Linked DNA regions of Pan troglodytes: regions 1 and 3 are each linked to region 2. The links are chromatin contacts, called in public capture Hi-C maps. All regions are on one chromosome and are shown on one strand. Each heading gives the region's core, a stretch centred on a gene start, on an enhancer-like site or on the middle of the called end of the contact. The rest is flanking DNA. Distances are from core to core; before and after follow the strand shown. Region 1 has its middle 68 kb from the start of CPN2. Region 2 has its middle 25 kb from the start of HES1. Region 3 has its middle 94 kb from the start of CPN2.

What was found. Capture Hi-C pulls out chosen DNA fragments and counts their contacts.
Region 1: a capture Hi-C map of stem cell-derived neural stem cells shows a contact between it and region 2, with 3 times the contacts expected there. The contact joins two enhancer-like sites.
Region 3: a contact with region 2 is called in a capture Hi-C map of stem cell-derived neural stem cells, with 5 times the contacts expected there. The contact joins two enhancer-like sites. A contact is called at or near these places in 1 of 7 Hi-C or Micro-C datasets (induced pluripotent stem cells) and 1 of 1 other capture datasets (stem cell-derived neural stem cells).

The regions. Positions count from the first base shown.
Region 1 is chr2:197,467,764-197,471,756 of NHGRI_mPanTro3-v2.0_pri, reverse strand. No RefSeq gene overlaps it. Among named protein-coding and RNA genes, the nearest start is that of CPN2, 68 kb to the left of the region's middle. Within about 2 kb of position 2,151, at least 5 of the 24 cell types and tissues checked have an H3K27ac peak or open chromatin away from gene starts, as enhancers often do. A contact at or near this core is called in stem cell-derived neural stem cells, where this site is marked.
Region 2 is chr2:197,342,460-197,346,908 of NHGRI_mPanTro3-v2.0_pri, reverse strand. No RefSeq gene overlaps it. Among named protein-coding and RNA genes, the nearest start is that of HES1, 25 kb to the right of the region's middle. Within about 2 kb of position 1,413, at least 1 of the 24 cell types and tissues checked has an H3K27ac peak or open chromatin away from gene starts, as enhancers often do. A contact at or near this core is called in stem cell-derived neural stem cells, where this site is marked.
Region 3 is chr2:197,442,122-197,446,029 of NHGRI_mPanTro3-v2.0_pri, reverse strand. No RefSeq gene overlaps it. Among named protein-coding and RNA genes, the nearest start is that of CPN2, 94 kb to the left of the region's middle. Within about 2 kb of position 2,354, at least 2 of the 24 cell types and tissues checked have an H3K27ac peak or open chromatin away from gene starts, as enhancers often do. A contact at or near this core is called in stem cell-derived neural stem cells, where this site is marked.

The sequences.
Region 1 (3,993 bases), core at 902-3,401, 120 kb before region 2:
ATGCTGACTTGATTACTGATGCTATCTAATCAGTCTTAAAATCAGGTAATATGATTTTTCCCAAATTATTTTCCCCAAACTGTTTTACTTATTCAACTCCCTTTGCTTTTTCATATACGTTTAGAATAAGCTTGTCTACATCTACAAAAATCTTGCTGAGATTTTGATTGGAATTGTGTTGCACCTGTATATCAGTTTGGGGAAATTTGACATCATTACTATTTTGAGTCTTCCTATCCGTGACTATCATATGTCAACCATTTACTTAGATTTTTCTTTGATTTCTTTCATTAGCATTTTGATGTTTTCAACACATAAGTGCTGGACATCTTTAGTTATATTTACACCTAAATATTTCATTTTCTTGATTATATGTTATATTAACACCTAAATATTTCATTTTCTTGATTATAGATCATATTTTATATTTGGTGTCCATGTATTCATTGCTAGTATGTTAAAATAGATGTGATTTGCCTATGTTTGTTGATACGGTTTGGATCTATTTCCCTGCTCAAGTCTCATGTTGAAATGTAATCCCCAGTGCTGCAGGTGGGGCCTGGTAGGAGGTGTTTGGATCATGGGGCTGGCTTCTTATTAATGGTTTGGTACCATCCACGTTGGTGTTGCCATCGTGATAGTGAGTTGTGAGACCTGGTTGTTTAAAAGGAATGTTATATTTCTTAATAAATCAAAGAATGGAGTAATTTCATGATTAGAAAGGACATGTTGGGCCTGACACAGAGTAAGCCCTAAATGAATGCTCAGGGATGATGAATCTTCTCCCCAGTATCCCACTTTGCTAGATTACCCTTAGTGATAGATTGTTCACTCTCTCTTAAATTCTGGGCATTTGAAATATTTTCCTCTCACATGCTCAAAACATTTTCATTTCAGCTTCCACTCTGCAGTCCCAGTGCCTGTCCTTAGGGCTACACAGAATGAGCCCGATTCCCCTTCCCTACGAATATCCCTGAACTCTCAAATAGGGGAAGCAACCTCAGCTTCCCCAGCCAGTGTTTGTAAGAGTGAGATTTCTAGTCCTCTTATGATTCTAGTCTCTTTCCCTTGAGCAGAATTCTGTACCTGCACAGTTCTCTCCAGATGTGATGTCCAGAAAGGTCTCAGCACCCTGGGTGGAGCCTGGGAGACCCCCTTCTTTCCGGTAGGCAGCTTAAGCTCCCATTGGCTCTTCTGGCAGCCAGGTTGCAAAGGCTTATATTAAGCTGGTGGCTGGTGAGCACCCCTGGGCCCTTTTTATCTTTCCCTACATAAATTTGCACACCAGCTTTCTGCAGGTGGCTTCCCATAGCTGCCTTCTAAGGGGAGCTACATCAAACCTCAAGGAATTTACCACCATGAAAGCCTGTCTTGCCCCGAGACCTTCCTCACCTGCAAAGCATAAGCTTGGGCAGGGCTTGGAACCACATGCCCTAAGGCCCTTAAATCTGCCTGTATCTCTGCTCTATAATTTTCAGAAAAATTAACTGCATTATGGGATGGCTTATATTCAAGTCAGGGTCCATACAGCCAGCAGAGGGCAAAAATGGTGAATGCCGTATGGAATCTTATGGCTTGCAAAACAGTTTCTATATCACCTCCTTGGATCCACAGAATAACTAGTAAACTGTGTGAGGCAGGTAGGGAGGGTGGATCATTTCCATTTGACAGGTAAGGAAAGGGAGGTTGCAGGGAGGCTGCAGGCTGCTACGACTAAAAACAAAGAAGAGTCAAAAGTGACAGAACACCACACTCTGTTTATCACAAAACACTGCTTAGCATTTCAGGGCTCTAGGCTTCCATGTGAATTGTCTCAACCATCCTCTGGGTAGAAAGTTTTTTTCTCAGGGCATTTTTGGATCCAGATGATCTGAGCTAATCCCCCTGTCCCCTCACCCCCAGCCCCAAGGAGTGGGCTAGGAGTACAGCTGTGCATTTTAACGAGGGAGACGGGAGTCTCCAGGCTGCTTTCCAAGAAATTGCTTCTAAAATCATTTGCCTCCAGCCCCAGACAAAAGCTCAGGTATGGAAGCTTGGCTGCTCCTGACCTTTTACATCCCCAGAACCAAGCTGCAGGGAGGAGGGGACGGCCGCACAAAAGGGTCTGGGGAGTGACCCGGCCTGCCTCAGCTACCTGCTGTTTGCCACAATGGGACCCGAGTCCCGGGCTGCCTCTGGAGGCAGGAGAAAAGGGCCGAGATAATGACGGGCTCAGCTACCGCTGCTCTCTTCAGAGAAAGGAGAAGAGGGAGGAGGCAAAACCTCCCGGATAATAAAGAAGTAACAAATGAGGAATAAAAGCTTATGGAAGACATCTTAACCCAGGGATGAAAAAATGTCAACATCTGTGAGGCTTTCTGCACCAGCAGACCCGGTCCTAATGAAAACCCTCGAAAAGCCATTCATCGGAGCAGAGGCAAAAAGGCTACATTTTTCTATGGGGCATCGAGGGCTCGAGGAGGCCACCGTTTCGCTTTCGGATGCTGCTGAACCAAGCGCTAATGTTCATCTCCAGCTTTATTAAGGAACCCGGGCAGGAGGAGAATGGAGTGCTCGGACCATCGTTATCCCAAAGTCTGTGAGGTGGGTGGATTTAGGAGCAAGCTAGATGTGTGCACATTGAGGCAAGGAAGAAAAGCCAGAGGAATCAGAGAAAACACTGTTGAACAAGGGTCTCTTTTGACCGGGGCCTTTAGGAAGGACGCAGTTCCAGGAAGAGTAATCCTCTTAGCACCGACTTATGTGTGTGTACAAAACAGGGAAATCAAATCTGAATGTCCTCATTGCATTTGCTAAAATACCTAATGAAAACACAAAGATTCCTTTTTCTGATCTTCACCTTTCATTCAGAAGCCGGAGAGTGGCAGATGTTTGCTTATAAGGCTGATTTTTTAAAAAATTCAAACTGGCAGTTTGGGGTGGGAGAGGAGCTGACCCTACTCTCTTTCCAAGGGGTGTGGGTTGCAGAACTTTGAGCCTTTGTATCTCCCCCTGGGGTTTTTTACACCCTCCTGCCTTGTTGCCTTTGAGGCAGTACATGTGGTTTTATTTCTTGAGTTTGTGCTTTATGTTCACCGTTGGAATGTCTCTCCGGAGGCCTCAGTGAAAGAAATCTCAAATCCTGGCCAACAAATGCAGCTTCCTGAGAAGAGTGGGGAAGTTGGTATAAAAAGAAATGCACTCCCAAATTAGTGGCTGTTCTGCAGTTGGGGATCACTGTGCCCTGGCCAGGGAGCACCAGGATAGTCCTCACCCATACCCACATACTTACACACACCCAACATACCCCCACACACCTACACCCAGGCATACACTCCCCCAACTTATCCACACACGCACATAACAGTCCACACCACTCACCCTCCTGTATACACACACACACACACACACACGTGTTCTTCCAGTTATAGATACACCTCTCCGGCCAATATACTCGACAGCACACGCATCTGCTTACTCCCAGTCTGAATGGTCGTACTTAGTCTTATGGGCAGGCATCCTCCTTCCCCATCCCTGTAACATACTGGGCTTTCGATCGCATGTGTCAGTTATAACTTGGCTTTAAAATGAAACAAGATGCAAGTGAGGCTGAGTCAAACATTTGGGGGATTGCCAAGGAGATTTCACCTAAGCTAAAATAGGAGGGTGCACTTTTATTTTTCCTTTCCTGTGTTACAGGGCTACTTTAAATTCAAAACTATTGTTTGCTATTGGGTTACAAAAGGAACAGAAGTGGAGGAGGCAGCCGTAGAAAGGCTGATTATGGCTCCGGGTCCAGTGTGAGCTGCCCATCTGTGGGCTGGCCCTGTGGTCCTAGGCTGCCAGGGCAGGGAGTGAGATCCCAGGTCCTCAAAGCAGTGGCCCAAGCATCCTCTATCATCATCAGTTGGAGGGAATTCCTATGCAAGGTGTGCAGTGGAGCTGAATGAACTCTGATATCTTTTGCAAACTTAACAATAATAATATTGAGTGCTAATTATGTGCTAGTCACTA
Region 2 (4,449 bases), core at 164-2,663:
ATCCAAAAATTTCGAATCTGAAACGCTCCAAAATCTAAAACATTCTGAGCACCGACATAACTCTCAAAGGAAATATCATTGGAACATTTTGGATTTCTGATTTTTGAATTAGGAATAATCAACTGTAAGCATAATGCAGATATTCCAAATTCTGAAAAAAATGTGAAATCCACAACACTTCTGGTCCCAAGCATTTAGGATAAAAGATACTCAAGCTGCACATTTTAAGAGTCTAAGAGGAGTGCTGGAGGGAAGGATAGAGATTGTTGAAAGTAGGCACGCACGGTCTGCAGACTCAGCACTCCTCACCCAGCCTGCGGCCCCACAACTCACCGCCTAGCCCTTCCCACTATTTTTAGAGGCAAAGTCTTGCTCTGTCACCCAAGCTGGCGTGCAGGGGGACGATCCTAGCTCACTGCAGCCTTGAACTCCTGGGCTCAAACGATCTTCCCGCCTCAGCCTCCTGGATAGCTGGGACTAGTGGGAAGCATGTGCCACTATGCCTGGCTATTTTTATTTGATTGTAGAGATGGGGTCTCACTATGCTGCCTCCTTCTTTACGGTCCAGCCACCAGAAGCAGTTCCTGGTCTCCTGACTCTACTGTGTCACTTCAGGGCTTTGGAACATGCTTTCCCTCTGCTGGAAGACATCTGCAGCCACCTCATCTCCCTCTTCCTTCAGTGCCCTGAGGTATTTCCCCTTGACATCCTCCCCAGGTGTCCCCCAAACCCCCAAACCATGGGACAGAGCCGGGCTCTCCCCACTCTGAGCTGCTCTGACCTCCCCTTTCTTTTCTGTCCTGGTGCCCATTAATACTCTACATTGGCTGTGTGAGTGTACGTGCAAGTCTCCCTCCTGGACTGTGAGCAACTAGCGGGCAGGGCTGTCCCCCAACCCCGAGCACAGTGACTGGCATAAGGAGAGGATGCCCGCACATACTGTCAAGTACACTCATTCAGTGGATATTTATTGAGCATTAGCTTTGCTCCAAGCACCACACAGCAGGGGACACTGCAGTGCACCAATGTCCCTATACCTGGAGAGCTGCAGCCGAACCCATGAATGGGGCAGTGTGAGTGTGTGGACAGGTCAATACATCATGAATGTGTGTACATATGTATCCGTGTCTGTTCAAGGAGTTTGCTAGAACCTGCGCTCCTCTCAGGAAGATAGAATGCTTCAAAACAAATCAGTTTTTTTCTTTGTAGTTTCTTTGTGAATTAAGCAGCATAAACCTCTGATCTATGTAAAAAATAGGGAAAGGGAAGTCTAGGGAGGCTAAAATAACTTTGTCAAGGTCGCTGAGTTGAGTGGCTAGTCCCCTGAGGGAGAAGCCTTGTGCCTTGGATCCCAGCTCAGCCTGGGGGAGCCGTGGCCCCGGCACAGCCTGACCTTACCGTGCGTGCCTGGGCACAGCTCCTTCACCTGGGGGCTTGGGGTTTCTCCCTACTGCTTCTCACCACTGAATGTTTGTGAAAGGCAGGGCTGTGTTTGCGCCTGTAGCCAGGCAGGGGCTCTTTCCCAGAAGCTGGTCCAAGGCCACAGAGGCTGAGCAGAAACCCATGTGCTGTTTGTTGTGAGGCAGGCTCTGTTCTCAGGGATTTATTTGTGAAATTCCTGGAGTGGGGAGGAAGACCTACAGCTTGGCAGAAGTAAATGCCAGGTCCTGAGAAGCTTGGCAAATGGAGAAGGAGAGAAAGGAGTACGGGGTAGGGGGTGGAGAGGGGGGTGGAGAGAGAGAGAGAGAGAGATACTCAGGCTGAGCCCTGGGATCAGGCTTTGAAGACAGAAAAGACTCTAACTTTTTGCCCTCAAAAGACTGTAAATCAGTCTCATTCTCTCCACACCCACTGCTACACACTCACCTTAATTCATCTCTGCCTTTAACCTTTGACCAATTCTCCTCACCCTAGCTCAGAGATATCTTTCTTCTTCTTTTGTTCAGAGGTTGTAACAGCTTTGGGATGCTCTGGGATCCCTGTTCCACTTTGCCTTTCCCTGCCTTCATCATCCCCTTAATTATGGACATGAACAGTCTTCAGGTCAAAGAAAAATGTGGGTAAGATGTGGCCTCCCCAAGGACTGAAGGCAAAGGCCAGCACCCCAGAGGGAGGCATCACTCTCCAGGACAGGCCGGGGATGGTGGGGACGCCTCACTCCAGCAGAAGTAAGGGCCTGGCTTGCTCTGTCAGTGGCCCGGGGAGCTTGCCTTACCTCCCTGGAGCATGGGTTAGATTCCAGAACTGCCTCTCCCAGTTCATAGCAAGTACAGAGAGCCATAGTGAGGGGCAGGAGGAGCTTGGAGGTGCAGAGAACAGGTTACCTGTCGCTGTCAGGTAAACCTGAATCCTGAAGCCCAGATCACTCAGCTACTGTCTGGGTCTGCCAGGGGCCTCCCTCCAACACACTCCAAACCTTCTCCCCATCCCAGTGCAGCTTTCTGCTGTGGTTTCAGTCCTCAGTGGGTCAGCCAGTGCCGCCTCCACTTGTCCTGATCACACTGGCCCTTCCACTCCAGAGGTCATTTGCCTCCTCAGAGGGCCCCATGCACCCAAATGTACTTGAGTATAAGGTGGCCAGAGTGACTGAAGATGCTTTACCTGGACAGGGAAGGGAGGGCACTCCTGCGAGCCAGGCCAGGGGGAGATGTAAGGGGTGAGGAATCACAAATTTAATTTCAAAAGACTGAAGCTGAGATGTGACAGGGCACTCCTGCACAGAAACTCCCCTCCTTCCTCACTCTAGGAAATCTGGAGAAAATCCAGAAAGTGGGTGGCAGCTGCAGAGGGATCCACACATAGTGGAATAGGGCCTTCTTATCCCCAGAGCTGGAGAGCTGTCTTTTTTGTGTTTTGAGACAGGGCCTCGCTCTGTCACCCAGGCTAGAGTGCAGTGGCGCGATCTTGGCTCACTGCAGCCTGGGCTCAAGCAATCTGCCCACCTCAGCCTCCCAAGTAGCTGGGACTACAGGTGCGTGCCACCAGGCCCAGCTAATTGCTAATTTTTTTGTATTTTTGTAGAGATGGAGTTTCCCCATGCTGCCCAGGTTCGTCTAGAACTCCTGGACTCAAGTGATTTGCCTGCTTCGGCCTCCCAAAGTACTGGGATTACAGGTGTGAGCCACCGCACCCGGCCTGGAGAGCTGTCTTTAGGGTGGTAGCTGAATGTCATATTCCTGGACAGACCTGACAGCATGGAATGGCACAATCTCTGGGACCCCTGCCTGCCTTTTCTTTCTCCCTCTCCACTTAGAAACTTCACCCCAGACTGGGTTCAGGAATAGGGCTTGGTGCCCAATATAGGGCCTAGTATACAGTAGGTGCTAAAGGTGTTCATTGAATGAATGAATGAATGAATGATTAAAACATGAACGAGTCAGGGAGGAGACAAAAGAGGTAGGACTCAGGACTGGGCAGAGACTGGGGACAAGGGTGGATAAATGGTAGAGGCTTAAAGGGGTTCTGTGTCTTGGGACAGAACATATATGCCTGTGACTCATGAACATAAGCCTCAGCTTCTAACTGCAGTATCTGGCATAAATGGTTCCATAGTTCACAATGTATGCACAGCCTGACCCCCATTCAAGGGGCAGGCATCCAGGGACAGCAGTTCAGAGGACTCTGGTCTCAAGCTGGAGGAACCATATGATCCCACGCTCCCATTTTTAAATGAGGGCGAGTGACATTGCCAAGGTCACAGTGGGTTGGAGCAGGGCCCATCTCCAGGTCAGGTTCTCCTGGCTCCACCTGGTCCCCTCCAGGGGATTTAAAGAGGCAGCTTTTCCTGGATGAAGACTGATTGGTGACTGTGACTCATTAGCACATGAAACCAGTCAGACCTGGCATGGCTCTACCCACCCTCTTTCAATCACACCCAGCCCTGGAGCCTCTTCTAACCTATCCTCTAGTTCTGCAACTACACTGCCTACTAGCCACCTGGAATCCTCGGCCTTTTAAAGAAGAAGCACTTGTTTTGCTTGAATCACCTCAGAAGGCCCCTATTTTATTTTAATTATTTACACTGAAATTCCGGAGACACTTGTGACAGCCCAGTGTCTCATTCGTCTTTCCACAGACACAACACACAGTAGGTGCTCAGTAAGTTTAGTGTTGGGAGGAGGTAGAAAAAAGATGGAGAACAGAACTCTAGGCAGTCTGGGGAGCCCTGAGCTTTACTGAGCTTTGTTTGTGAGTTTTCTCAGCAAAGCCCCAAACTGGATAGTCTGGCAAGGAGAACTGCCTTTATGTGCCTATTAGCCAAGCAAAAAGTGTTTGCTATTAGATCTTCATTTATATCAAATATGTGCAAAGGACTAAAGTAGCCTCCCAAGTAAAACGAAAATTAAGTTGTTAGACAAACTTAGGGAATGGGAACTCCAGCTGGAACAAACTTATGAGACACTTGTCTTTAAATACTAATTTTTAGAGATACAAATGCAAACTTCCTTC
Region 3 (3,908 bases), core at 1,105-3,604, 98 kb before region 2:
TGACTGCTTCCCACGCATCTGAGCATCCTCCACCTTATTCTGGCTCGTGTGCAGGCCCGCCTGGGGGATGCGCTCCGGACTGGAGTCTGCAGCTAACACCCCATTCATTTGTCAAAGCTCAGTTTGAAAACCTCCTCCTGAGTACATCCTGCCTGTGGCTTTAGTCGCTCTCCTCGACTTGGTCACAGCTCTTTATTTGTGCCTTTTTAATAATCTACATTTTATTGTACTCCATAGCCTCTGTGGTTCTGACGCTAGCCCTGGAATCGGCAGTTTTTAAAATAAAGGGATAGATAAATATTTTAAGCTTTATGGGACATTATGATCTCTGTGGCATCCACTCAACTTTGACATTGTGGTACAGAAGTGGCCATAGACAATATGTAAATGAATGAACATGGCTGTGATCCCAATAAAACTTTATTCACAAAAACAGGTAATGAGCCAGAATTGGCCCCCAGGCCATAGTTTGCTGACCACTGCTTTAGAACTCCTCAAAGGCCAAAACTGTTATTTTTGCTTATGCAATCGCGAGCATTATCTCTACCCCAGCACCCATGTCAGGTTGACCACATTTATATTTTGTAGATATATTAGTACATATACCCTTCTAGCTCCTATATATTAATAGGAGTTCAGTGTTAATTCAATGTACGAATGAATGAGTTTTGCAAATGATACCGTTATAGAACTGGTTAGGCTTCCGTTCTGACCTTTGCCTGCGGTGATATAATGCGGTGAGTGCAGTCTCATAGAAGGGAACGCATAGGCCTGGTTTGAGCACCAGTTCTGCCACTTTCTAGCTGTGAAAACTTGGGCGTGTAACTGGCTCTTTCAGTCTTAGCTCTCAGTTTGCCCATTTGAGATATGCGGCGATACCTCACTCAAAGGGTTGTCATAGGATAAACAGAGAGTGGAAAGCTTGGGGCCCAGGGCTGGGTGCACAGTAGGTGCTGATGAGATGGTGGGAATTGCTACCTGGAAGAATGCATTGTTACTACTGAAAGCCACTTGCGCTGAGGGACAAGTTCCAGGTTGGGCCTCAGCATCTTCTTGCCCTGTGACACGTGAAGATACTGTGGGAATAAGTGGAAAGATAGCCCTTAATCTGGAAAAAGGAGGCTCCTATAAACCCAGGCAGTCTTGCCAAAGTGTCTCCTCCATTGCCACTCTTGTAGGCACCTAAACACACTGTCCAAAGTGACCTCTTCATCTCCACCCTCCGCCTCTCAAACTGCTCTTTCTTCTCCATCTCCCAAGGTCTCAAGCCAGAAACCTGAACGTCCTCTGCATCAGAATTGCTCCCTCCACCTCAGGACCAGCAACCATCAAAGTAGCCACCATTTCCGAGCAGCTCCATGGTCCTGCCTGCTCCGAGTTTTGCATCTGTGCCCTTGCAGTAGCTGCTTCTCGTAGCTCTCTACGCCATCCATTTATCCACTTTGTCATTTGATTTATGTTTCAAGAAAAAAATCTGGTTCTGTCCTGCTCAGCCTCTATAATAATCATTGGCTCCCCATTCACAGTAGGCCAATGTCCAGTTTCATGTCCAGAGCTTTCTCCACTGGTTTTTCCAGCTCCATCCTTTGGCATTCTTTGCTTGGCACATGATTTTTAGCCTCGCAGATGGATCTCACTATATACATTCTTATCTCTTGCACTTTAATGCTATTTATGTCTCGTCTCCCTTCCAGAATTTCCGTCTTCTGCAAGATATCACAAATCAGTCATTAAATGTATCTTGTGACTCCAGAGTTTTTAAACACGTTGTTTAAAGGCATGTTACTCAGTTCTGTTTGGAATTCAGCTCTGAAAATCTGTACCAATGGTATATTTTGAGAAAAGTGTTTTTTTTTTTTCAACTAAAAGGAAACTTAGATATCAGATGCCTTCCGATAAAAAGCTTCCTTGATCAGAAATACCCAGGCAATGGGCTCATGGCAAACATGAGGCTTCCAGCCTGGAAGGGTAATGGTGTGGCAAGTAAGGATGCTGTACTGGAGTCAAGTGGCCTTCCGGGGTTCCTCTTGTGTCACAGAACAGAGCCTTGCAGCCCCAGGAGCCTCCAGTGGAAGCTGGCATTCACTGGCGTGTCAGTGTGTGACCGCTCATGAGACAAACATGACCCACAGCTGATTTTTGGCCTCTGTGACCTCAAAGCCCTCAGTCCAGTGAGTTTGGAATGAAGAACAAGGCCTCCAGGCTACAGGAAGGGTGACAAATCACATTGGTGTCCCCTTTGTCCTCCTGTGACAGGTGATAGTAACTCTCGTTGCCCTTGAGAAAGGTCGCAAGTGCAAACACCTAGGGTTGGTCCATCCTGGTCTCTCTGTTTGCCTCTCTCCACCCTCGCCCCCAGCCCTGCCAGTAGTTCAACCCGCCCTCTCCAGGTTCACTGAAATCCTGCCGGCTCCTCTTGTTCTCCTGAGAATAGGAGATGCGGACATGGTGCTCTGCACAGTGTTGACTGAACTTTTACCCCCACCTGTTTGCATACCAAAGTTAATTAATCAGGCCCTTTTTTTTTCCAAAGTTTTTTTTTTTCCTTTAAGAAAGCAATGTATAAAGGTGTAATTCTTCTCAGAGGTCAGCAGGGCTGAAAACTTGAGAGAATGAAATGAAATGCTTTTCTTAAAAAGCAAAAAACACTTGTTTTTGCTTAAAATCTGCCACTCCTAACCTCTCCGATGTAAACTTCTTGTTCAATTTAAGAGCAGTGAAGTGTAATAGGCACAGAATGAAAATGGAAAATTTTCCCTGAGTTGGGAAAGGAAATTAGCTCATCTCTATCTTATAAGATGCTGCCTTTGATACTAACTCTTATATTACATTCTAATAACACTTATATTACATTCTAGGGCTGTTAAGAAAATCATTGCTGGATTAAATTTTTACAGTGCTTTGCATTGTTAGTAAGAAAGTACTCTTGGAAGTGTATTTTGGTTTTAGAAACCCAAATTACTAAAACCTAAACTTATTAAACATACAAGTGGATGGATTTTGGCTCTGTAAAATAATCCACAACATTAAAAAATGAATATCACAATGCATTGGAAATGTGATTCAATTTACCGAGGTTTAGCTAACATTTTAGGTATACTTTATATGGCCTAAAACAATGATAGGACTTTTAAAAATTGTATTGATAGGATTAGGGCTGGTTTAAACAAGGTAGGAGTTTGGTTCTCACTCATGTAAAAGTCCAGGTGGGTGGTCTGGGGCTGACATTGCCTCCCCAGTGTCGGACTCCCAGGCTTGTTCGTTCATTCATTCACTTAGCAAATATTTATTTAGCACCAACTAGGCATTGGGATCACGGCAGCTGGGGAGTGGGGAACAGACAAAATCCCTGCCCTCATGACATTTACATCCTGTTGGTCCACTCATGGCCTTGACCTCATGGTCCAAGATGACAACATCTCTTCATTCTAGTCAGCAGGATGGAGGAAGGAATGAAGAAGAAGAAGGCAAGGGGTGAACTGACATAATCTCTTAAGGAAGGTTCTTGGAAGCTGCACAAGTCTCTCCCTCCGTTTCATGCAGTGATTAGTCACACAGTGTATTAGGCTGTTCTTGCATTGCTGTAAAGAAATACACAAGACTGGGTTTATAATAAGGAAAGAGGTCGAGTTGGCTCATGGTTCTGCAGGCTATACAAGAATAGTAGCACCTGCTTTTGGAGGGGCCTCAGGAACCTTACAGTCACGGCAGAAGGCAGAGCTGGAGCAGGCACTTCACATGGAGAAAACAGGAGCAAGAGAGAGAGAGAGTGGGCGGGGTGAGGGGGAGCACAGGATTTTAAATGACCAGATCTCGTGAGAACTCGCTATCATGGAGACAGCACCAAAAGCCATGAGGGATCTGCCCCCGTGGTCCAAACACCTTCCTCCAGGCCTCATTTCCAGCAA